Linked DNA regions of Gossypium hirsutum: region 1 is linked to region 2. The links are chromatin contacts, called in public Hi-C maps. All regions are on one chromosome and are shown on one strand. The core of a region is the stretch at or near the end of the contact, and the rest is flanking DNA. Distances in the headings are between cores, read along the strand shown.

What was found. Hi-C and Micro-C count contacts between places; a contact is called where the count stands out from the background.
Region 1: a Hi-C map of leaf shows a contact between it and region 2, with 4 times the contacts expected there. The contact joins the enhancer-like site here to the promoter of LOC107888879 in region 2. A contact is called at or near these places in 5 of 34 Hi-C or Micro-C datasets (anther, callus and leaf).

The regions. Positions count from the first base shown.
Region 1 is chrA09:51,112,734-51,117,949 of Gossypium_hirsutum_v2.1, forward strand. No RefSeq gene overlaps it. Among protein-coding and RNA genes, the nearest start is that of LOC107888876, 19 kb to the right of the region's middle. Within about 2 kb of position 2,123, at least 3 of the 9 cell types and tissues checked have an H3K27ac peak or open chromatin away from gene starts, as enhancers often do. A contact at or near this core is called in leaf, where this site is marked.
Region 2 is chrA09:50,925,727-50,931,664 of Gossypium_hirsutum_v2.1, forward strand. It overlaps LOC107888879, which reads left to right and starts at 3,005. Exons shown (of 5, transcript XM_016813132.2): 1 at 3,005-3,422; 2 at 4,243-4,358; 3 at 4,749-4,911. The coding sequence starts at 4,347. LOC107888880 (TVP38/TMEM64 family membrane protein slr0305) reads right to left here and starts at 2,792. Exons shown (of 9, transcript XM_041077817.1): 1 at 2,196-2,792; 2 at 1,507-1,568; 3 at 975-1,029; 4 at 144-242. The coding sequence starts at 2,291.

The DNA.
Region 1 (5,216 bases), core at 873-3,372, 190 kb after region 2:
GGTTACCCTGCCCATTTCATAAACAAAAAAACAAAAAAAAAGGGGACAACTACTTCATAGAATTGGTTGAAATTAATTTTTATACTCTTAACTAGATTAATTTAACCTTTCTACTAATAAAAAAACTAAAATAAAACTAAAATTTAGCACAATTAACATTTATTATAAATAAATTTAATTTATTATATAACATAGTTAATATTTCTAAAGTTTTGAGGGTTTTATAAATGAAATTTTTTTTCTGACTTATGGATGTAAAAACCTCTCAAACTTTTTAAAAAAAAAGTAATTAAGCCTCTCCCTTTTTTTTTTTTGCACCCAATTGAGCACTTGGACTTTCAAAATGCATCAAAAAGGCCCTCAAACTTCTTCAATAAAAGCAATTAAGCCCCTGCTTTTTTTTTTCACTCAATTAGGTACTTAAACTGTCAAATTGCATAAAAAAGACCCTCAAAATTTTTCAAAAAAACAATTAAGCCCTTGCTTTTATTAAAAATTATAAAAAATAATAAATTTTATAAAAATTATTAAATTTTAATAAAAATTAAAAAATTGTAAAATTTTATAAAAATCATAAAAGAAATAACAACCCTTAGTTTTTTCAATTAAATTCATCACGTGTCGCAACACAGTGTGACATGTGGTGAAAAATCATTAAAAATATAAAAATCAATAAAAGTTATCCAAAAATTATAAAATAATTCTTTTGGTACGATAATTTTTATAAAAAAATTACAAAATTTATATTTCTTTACATTTTGTATAATTTTCTTAGGATTTTATAAAATTTTATAAATTTTTTTATATTTCTATATATTTTTTAATTTTTTTACGATTTTTGTAAAATTTTATAATTTTTTTATATTTTTTTACGATTTTTATATTTTTTTCTAATTTTTAATATTTTAATATTTTATTAAAATTTAATAATATTTATATCTTTTATTGTTTTTAATTTTTTATAATGTTTTTTCTAATTTTTAATAAAAGCATGAACTTAATTGCCTTTTTTTTTTTGAAAAAGTTTGAGGATCTTTTTTTATATATTTTGAAAGTTAAAGTATCCAATTGAGTGAAAAAAAAGAAGGTAGGGGCTTAATTGATTTTTTTTGAGGACCTTTTTAATATATTTTGAAAGTTTGAGTATCCAAATGAGTAAGAAAAAAAAGAGTTTAATTTTTTTTTAAGTTTGTGAACTTTTTACACCCTTAATTTTTTTTTTGAGTTAAATTGAAAATGAATAATTTTATATAGTTTTTTAAATTGTAAATATAACATTTAGATTTTTTTATTCCTTTTACTAATACACATATTAAATTAATCCGTTTAGTAATAAAACATTTAATTTGAACCAATCCTTAAAATAGAAAAGCTTGATTGCAAATAAAGTATACCTTAAAAATTGGGTCTATCTTAGAAGATTTTTCTTGTCATTAAAGGATGGTAAAGAATTTTTTTCTCAAAGACATAATATAATACTATAGCTGAAACTGGAGTAATGGCTTGAAGCATACTCTGGCATCTAAGTTCGATTATAAGGAAAATGAACGAGCGTTGGATGGGGTTAGGCTGTTGCTTGGTTTCAAAAAAAAAAAAAAGTTATAATTGGATTTGGTCCTACCCTATGACCTTTCCTTTTGTTTGTATATTATAAAATTATTTTAAAATTTTATACTGAAATATAGTATAATTAGATTATTTTTTATATTATCAAATTTTAGCACGGTTGAAAATGTTATATTATTAACTTAAAAAGGTAATTTTTGAAATTTAAACAAGGGAATATAATTCTAAAATCTCAAATAAGGTATGAATTCGTGAATCAAATATCCTTTTAGAATAACTTAATGTGAACTAATGTATAAGACTTGAATCCAAAAAAAAATTATGTCTAAATTTGAATGGAACGTAGTAGGATTCTGGCTCATTGGCTCATTTTATTATTTGAAAAATAGTAAATCATTTTAAAAACCTTTTACATTAATATTAATATTAGTTTTATAATTAAATTTATTATTTCAACCATTGTTGATTTTTCAAGTTTATAATCCAGAGCTGCTAGCTAGTTGTGAACTCAACAGCGTGGGGTCCAATTGTGCGACGTCAACTGTGGTTCCAAGTCCAACAATTGCCGTTGTGGATCTAATTCTATCTTTTAATTATTAATAAAACCCAATCCAAACGTTTTTAGGCCCATTTCATTGTTTATTTTGCAACTCTTTTATGAGATTAACATTCCATTGATTTATAAATGGTCAAATTCTGTATTTAACACCTGTACTATGCAAAATTTGCTGAATTAGTACCTCTACTCCAATTTGTTCAAATTTAATAATTGTACTTATCGAAATTTAAACAATATTTTTGTTGTTTCCCTCCGTTTGAAAAGTCTAATGTGACTTTTATATATATATATTGAAGTGGAATTATACATAATAAAAAAACATTTTGGCTTGTATAAAAAATTACCAACACGTGTGAAACATGCCAAAAAAACACCGGAAAAATATTACTTAAATTAATAATACAATTAAAATGCTAAAAATATTACGTTTATATTTATTCCAAATATCATATATCATATTCAACTTACTTGATGATGGGCTTTTTCTCCGACTTAGCAACCTAAACTTACAAACAACCCTAAAACTTTTTCTCTATCTACAAATACTAAATGCTCCTCCAAATTGCAACCAACAAAAAAAAAAGGATTTTCTGATTTAATTTGAGAAAATAGAAGATGCAACCAACAGAGAACATACTTAATCTTTCTTACCCAACAACTTAATTTGAGACAGTAGAACAGAATTTTATGATTTGGCAATTGATTGGGTTTGTTGTTTTCGATTTGTGTTAGCGATAGTTCATCTTCTATTTGATTTGAGTAGAAGAAAATAGTTTGAGATTATGTGAAGGTTGATTATGGCTTCAAAAATCCAAAATTTGTTTTCATGAAGGAAAATTGCTTTGTTTCTTTGATTTGTGATTTCGACGGAAAGTAAAACCCAAACTTTACCTTTTTTATTTTTTGGCATGTCCGCACACGTACTGGCAAAGTTTTTAAGAAGTCAATTTTTTTATTATGTATAATATCATCTCAATATTTATATATATATAAAATCACAAATGATGGGAAACAACAAAAAAAAAATCAACACCAAAATTTTAAATTTTGAAAAAGTACCAAGTACTAAATTTGAGCAATTTAGAGTAGAGGTACTAATTCCATTAAATGCAAAATTTGACCTTTATAAATTCCTTACAAGGGATAAACAATCCTAGTAGAATGAAACAAACCCATATAAAATACAAATCAAGAAATCAGTATGAATACTTAACTAAACAATTCAGCTATACTAGATAGATGTTCAATTCTAAAAAGTAACTCCTTTGACAAACACAAATGTCGCAGGCACAAGCCCCAACATTGGGCGTTAGCTGCTACATCGAATCAACGAGTTGGTGCGTTGAATTTGTCGTTGACAAATCAAGTCCATTATGAGAAACTTACGAACATTCGAAAAACATTATATCTATCAAACCAAATGTAGACAAAACAAGTCCGTTTAGACTTGATAAAACTGACTCACCACGAACTCGAGAAAATTGGACCACCAAGGACTCGAGAAAACATCCTTTAAGGGAGACCAGGGCCAAACCTTGGGCTATATTTATTTTTCCAAAAAGAGGGGTACCTTTTTGCTGAAAAAAAGGTGTGTGGTCGGTTAAGAGGTTACAAGGGGCGACGGGGGAAGCGAGGGTGAGAGATACTAAAAGAGGTGAAGAAGAGGGTGGTGACAACGGTGAGAAAAGGAGAGAAAAGAAGTAGTGAGCATGGTGAGCAAAGGGTGGGTCAATGGGAGAGGGAGAGAGTTAGTAGTGAAGATAAGAAAGGGAGGGTAACTAGGAAAGAAATGAGGGGTTTTTTTACCCCAATATATTAAAAAAAAATTATACACGAAAATGGGTTGTTAGCTAGATTAATTATGGAAATAGTATATTTTTTTGGGTCGCGCCTACCTGACAGGCGCAACCCATTTTTTTAATATTAAAATTTTTTTTCCTTTTAAAAAAATATTATTATTATTTTTAAAATATTTATATTTATATATGAGTAAAATATGGTTAAAATACGGGTAAAAAATACCCGAAATGGGTCGAGCCTGTCAGGTAGGCGCAACTGTCACGTCAGCTCCTCTTGCTCTCTTTTTTTCTTCTTTCCCAAATTGCCCTTGTGTTGCATGTTTTATTTTTATTAAAAATATTTAAATTTATATTTAAATCTTTGGTAAAACTATAAAAATTTATATTTAAAGTTTCTTAGGAGGCCAGGTAAGAGGAGTTTTTTTAAATAAAATATTTTTTTTATTTTTATTAAAAATATATAAATTTATATATGGGTCAAAATACGGGTAAAAAAATATCTGAAACATAATGTGTTTCCATCTCAAGAAATTGCGAGCAGAGTTTTAGTGACCGATTGTCCCCAGTATAATATGTATCCATCTCAATTTTTTGTAATATTAGAATCCATAATACGGGTTTTTTACCTAAATAAATAAAAAAATTATATATCAAAATAGATTTTCAGCTAAATTACAAAAAATTTAGGCACATCGACATATTATACTGGGTATTGAAATCCTACTAAAAAAGAAAAAATATTTTACGAAAACACGCAATACAAGGGCAATTCGGGAAAGAAGAAAAAAAGAGAGCAGGGGGAAGCTAACGTGGCAGTTGCGCCTACCTGACAGGCTCAACCGATTTCGAGTTTTTTTACCCGTATTTTAACTATATTTTTACCCGTATATAAATATAAATATTTTAAAAATATTAATAATATTTTTTTAAACGAAAAAAATTTAATATTAAAAAAATAGGTTGCGCCTGTCAGATAGGCGCGACCTAAAAAAAATACCATTTTCGTAATTAATCTGGCTGACAAACCATTTTCATGTATAATTTTTTTTAATATATTGGGGTAACCCAGAAATGAGCAACTGATCAATAGCCTACTTGGTAGTCAGTATTGCTGTCGACTAGGAAAACAACTTTGGGGTAGAAGTGGTAAGCGACGAAGTAGTTTATTTTCGAAATTTTGTTTTAATTTATCTTTATTCATATACGCAATGGTATAATTTATAAATAAATGAACTTAGGTGTTGTTTGATAAACTAAAAAAATTAAGTGTTAAAAAATTAAATATTAAAAAA
Region 2 (5,938 bases), core at 1,755-4,254:
ACGGAAGTAAATATAAAGCAAGCAATAAAGTTCAGTAAAAACTGATATCAAACACATCAATAACCTGCCACGAAATCAGTCAATGGAAGGTAAAGTAATAAGGCATAACATTAAAAGTTTTCAAAACAAGTCAGTTAACATACTGTTCTGCCAAGAAGGAATGCCGCTCCCGCACCAAGGGTTGCACCAATAGAATCCGCAACAAAGCCCACAGGCAATCCAAAAAGATAACCACCACCAAGCTGAAACACAGTACTAGGCGAGGTTAAAGTTTGTTCACTTCCTGTCTAATTTTTGGAAGTTTCAATCTACAACTGTGCAGGGCAAGTACAATATGACACATAACAACAAGAAATTTGATAAAATAGGCTGTAGAAAAATAAGGAAAAAAGAAGTTAAAGATCATAGGGATAGTTTAATATTAAAATTAACTGTAAGAATGCAAGTTATCATACATCAACTCTCCTTCAGTAAATGACAAACAAAATTTTGGGTTAAAAATGGTTTGTTTTGGTAGGCAGCATAGAATTTAACCAAAAAGTGTCAAGAGCCACAATTTACCATACCATTACTCTAGATATTAATGCAAACTGTTATCAGCACTAGTTGTAGCAAAGGAAACTTCAATCCTGATCCAGACACCTTACACAGGGCTACCAACTCATCTATAGAACCTAATTCTAAGTATATTAACAGGTAATTAACTTTTCCATATAGGAGTTGACCAAAAGCTTCCTAAAAGAGCCATGTATGGTAAATAATCAGCATCAGCACTGACTGGATTATACTTCTAAATTAGTAGATAAAGGTAGGCTCCACTGACATGGACACCATGCCTACTCCATGGAAGAGAGCCACTAAGAAAGAATCATGATCAATACTCCAGGGTTTGGAATGCAAGAAATTGCATGATCATACAAAATAGTAATCAATTTGGCTACACTGAAGCATCAGTATAGGAGTTTAATGCTTACGGTAAGCACTGAAGCTGGAACGGCCAAGACTGTCAAAGGAATATAAGCAACAGCCCTGCAAACCAACAAAGAAATATGAGTTGGAAAAGTAAAATGAAAAATTCCAATACTTCAGAACTAAGTTATCTACATTCTACAGCTAATCAATTCACCAGCAAACTGACCAATTATCAATCCCAAAGCTTCAAATTTAAGAGGCATTCCACATAACTACGACATGCTAATTTCATTACTCATGGAGGGGCATTTTATTCATGCAATGCTGAAGAACGCATAACCTTACATTCTCTCCATGTTTCACATAAAGGAAATGATCCACTTTCTGTTTACATGGACAGAAAGCTAAAGACAGTAAGAACCAAGCAAACCGACAAAACTTTCAACTCAGTTGAACAATGTTTCAACGGCAACATCAATTTATATTAGATTTATTATATTCATATATTACCGAATCAAATGAATTACATTCAAGTAGATGACATGATAGATGCCAACGGAAGCCAAAAAAAATACAGGATTTCACGTGACTTACAGCACAAGTGGACCCCAAGGTCCAAGATCCTTGTCAACCCATAACAAAAAATCCTTCAGAATCTGCAAGAAAAACTTATTTTCATCAACATAACAACTGAGCTTAATTTAAACACTAACAGCAAACATTGGGAAAGCGGGAGAGAATCAGAATCCTTAAGAATTCAGCTCTAAGAATTAATGCTTTAGCTAATTTTGTAGTCCCCCTCATAACTCTTTCATACATTGTCCCAGCTTTGCAATTTGTACTAGTTTCAGAAAAGGAACACAATTAGACAAATACATTGGGTTCAAAAGTACAGCTTGGTAGCATATCAATCGTGAAACCTAAGACCAAAATCACAAGTTTGCACTTATAACCTCAACCCCAAAATGTGCCACATAGGTAACTCATTTGAGTAGAAAACCCAACATTCAAATCTTCAATCGATATAAACATCCAAAAATCCATAAATGATTAACCAAAAAGGTCAAAACAGGAAAGCCCCGGATTAGAAAAAGCTCAAAAAGAAAGAACAAAATTAGTAAAAGAAAAACCCTACAAAATTAACAAATTATCAATCAAAAAGAGAAAACAACAAATACCCAGATCGGAGAACAAAATGAAAAAGCAAAATTAAGAAAAAAAAGAAGAGAAAAATAAACTTCACCCAGATCAAGGAAACGTGTAAATAGGTAGAAAAACCAAACCTTTTCAACAGGGAGGGTGAAACAAGCGAAAACAATAGCAGCAATAAGGAGGAGAAGAAGAGTGATCCTGAGAGAGGAACCCCAGGTGAAAGCCATTGAGAACCTTCGACGCCAAGGCCTACACTCTTCGTCTTCGTTGTCAATATCGAGGATCTCTTGTTTATGGGATGAACGAGCCCTCAATCCTTCTAAGGTTGCCAGATTTGGCAAAGTTAAAAAGGAAACAGAAATGAAAAGAAAAAAAGAAGAAAGAAGTGGGATTGTTCTAGCTTTGTGTTTGGTTTTTTCCTATAGCGGTTTTAGCCTAACAAACACTCAAAAGATTTTTGGGATTTTGTCTGATTGCCTTTATTTCAATTGCTTTATTGTGTAGTTTTGGGTATTGAATAAGCTTAAAATTTTGGGATAGGATTGAGAATTGCAACTCAGTAGGTAGCATCCTTTTCTTAGTCTCTTAAACATGCATACTAAAGACACGATTAGGGTGAAAATTACCTAAAATTAATTGAAAATTTATCTATAAATTAAATAGTAAAAGTTTCCATAAAAAAAGTTAACTTTGGTAGAAATAGTACTTTTTTTTAATTAAGGTGGTTTAGGTTGAATTTTTTTATTGATTATATATATAAATATAAAAACATCTTTGTAATAAGATAATAAGGTAAAAAATCTTTTTAGTCTCTCTCAATTTCGAAATTAAGCAAATTGATTCTTTAAAAAAATAGAAAAATTTAATATGTTTCGATTTTAAAAGTAAGCAATCAAGAATAATTAATTATAATGTTGATGTCTTCTATCAATTATACATAATTTTTATTAATATAATAATAAATTTAATTTTCAGTATTTACATATCTTGTCAATTTGGCCTTAATTCTAATATGCATAAATAGCGAAACTATTCCAGGATGATTTGGTGATAAGCAGCTATTCATTAGTTTAATTCACCGAATCCTCCATTCGACAGAATTTTATTCATCTCCCATTCCGCCTCTACCCATAATAGCCATTCCCCACCTGATCTAAAGAATAGCAATACAGAGCCTCTACCGAATAAGAAAAAAAACATAACCTCCCATTCTTGCCCTTTACCATTCTCCCTCAGCAAACACCTCAAGCCACCACACCTCAACCTTGTCTCATAGTTCTCGTTTAGTTATTGTTATCCCAGGACCATTATAGACAAAGATCTCGACATTGTAAAAAGCTTCCCCAAAGTTGAGACGAGTAAGGTTATTATTCCCCTCAATCTCACCTCCATTGTGAGAATTTCATCTCTTTGCTTCTCTGCTTGTATTTCACTAGAAGGGACCTGTGAAATAAATGAGTTTTCGAGAAAAATTGGTCGATTGGTTGATCTGATTATTTTAGGGCAATTTAGGGTTAGAAAGCTAAGCTTAGTATTTTCGAATTGTTGGGCATTTCTGTTTATTGTAAGGGATTTCAGGTTGCTTGTCTCAATAGTAAGGGATTTCAATTTTAGGTTGGAATTTGTTGTTTGTGGTAAATGGGTTGAAGGGGATTTGGATTTTGAGCTTTGAATCAGTTACAGAGTTTTTGAGCAAGAAAAAGAAAAAGAAAACATAGGCGTGGGAGATGGGGAAATCGTTTTACTAGTAAATTTGCCATTGCTTTGCTTCTTTTTTTTTTCAATTTTGATTCTGAAATATTGGGCTAGTTACAGTGTAAGCTGAACAAAGCATTTCAGTTGAGAAAACCATTGAAGTTAAATTAAAGAGAAACTCGACATATGTGCTAATACGCTTTGTTTATTTTTGAATCTTAATGCTTAGAGAATCATAAGTTGCATAGATATTTAGCTACTACATCGGGTTTTAGATAAAGATTTAGCTATTCCGCTATGTTTAGTTATGTTTTCAAAAGTTTTTTCTTGTTTTAACATGCCTTTTTCTTTGGCTTTCTTCGTAAGTTTTAGCTTATACTGTTAGAATCTTCAAGAAATTTGATTTTCGTCTGAATAAAATCTGAAGTTATAGTCTAATAATGTATTATCTTGATTATAATATGATTCAAACTTATTACTCAGGCTCGACCTTTGCTTACTGAAGCAATTGAACATCAAGACTTTGATATGTTGGTGGATCCGAGGCTGGAAAAGAACTACGTGGATCACGAAATGTTTCGAATTTGATGTTAATAATGGTAAACAAAGGGCTACAAGATTTAGTTATGTTGCTTACGTTCTCATTATGTATGCCAAAATATTGCAGACTGGATGGCAATCTGTAATGAGAATGAGTGCAAACTTACAGGACCTATTTCTATATGAGGCATTTTTGTATTATAATCATCTTCTTCTGGTGGTTAGTTAAAATTTTATGATATATAAAAAAATTTATGTTATACTAATTTTTTCAATATGAGTGCAATTTTATGTTGTGTGTTTAAGGACTTGTAAGAGATTATTCTCCTTGTTTTGATATCACAGACTACAATGGTATGGCTTTGGGGAATCAATTTATGGGTCTTTTCTTAGTTCATTCCTCTTTGAGGCTATAATTTATGAGACACTTTTTCCCACAATTGTGACAGGTCTCTGGTCATGTGGGATTAGCAGCAATGTATGGTGCAGGCTGTTGGGCATCCTCAAAAGGACCTTTTGGGGCTCCTTTCACAGTTGGTTGTTGTGTTAGCGATGCTGGAGAACACCTAATGAAAAGATTTGCAGCTCGGGAGTGCTGTGTCTCATCGTACTGTAAGATTCTTTTGGATTTATATGCCTAACATGAATTTGATCCTTTACATGAAGAAAGTTTCAGTTATCCTAAATGGACCTTGTTGAGTTAGGTTGTCTCTGCTTGTATCTCTTTCTATTAATACAAAAGTAGTATAATAGGATACGATCTTTTAAAACATTAATTGTCTACTTGATTCAGAGCATGGGTGTTGAAATTGGTAACGGTCTATGCTTGGTGAGACTAGAAGTGATAAATCATATAATAGAAGTTGAATTTGTTCGATCTTAAATTATTTGCTTAAATTCGAAGATTTATCATCTTTGATCCCATTTAGAATATTTAAGGTAAGCTAAAAAGAGAAATGAAGGACACAAGTAAATAATTTTGGCTACCTTTGAAAAATACATTAGATTCATTGCAATTTGCAATACTTGGGGTACTAATAAGGTCATTTTCATGCTTAGTTTATAGGCAGGTCCTGCCTCTGCTTGCATGAAAGTTCTTCGCTCTATTGCTCAAGATAGTAATCAAGCTGATACTGATAAAAGTGCTGGGATTTTAATCGTGCAAGCGGATGCTCCTATTAGGGCGAGATCTCAATTAAACCACAATACATCTTTCGAAAAAAAAAAATTATCGGATTAGTTTTTATATGTGAATTTATTGGTTTAGGTTCCAGGAAATCCTCTAAAATTGAAAGCTATAGAAATTGCATCTGCGTATTCATCGTTGTCTTTTGGGATAGGATATTTTGGAAGTGGCATGGAAAGGCCTAAGGTATGATGCTTGCAATTAAAACATGTTTTTAGAGTAGATGGTATATTCATTGATGTAGCAAATTATAAGGTGTGGTTAAGACACTGCATTATTTATGTATGGTTATGAAGTTCCATTTATCTCTGGCAATGCTTTGACAGCCATTAGAGATGATAATTACCTTAACATAGCAACATCTCATCCCTAAAGGCTTCCCCAATCTGAATGGTTCCTCCAAAAGGATAGTTAGCTCAACCAATACATAGCTTTCATCATCATAATTGAAGG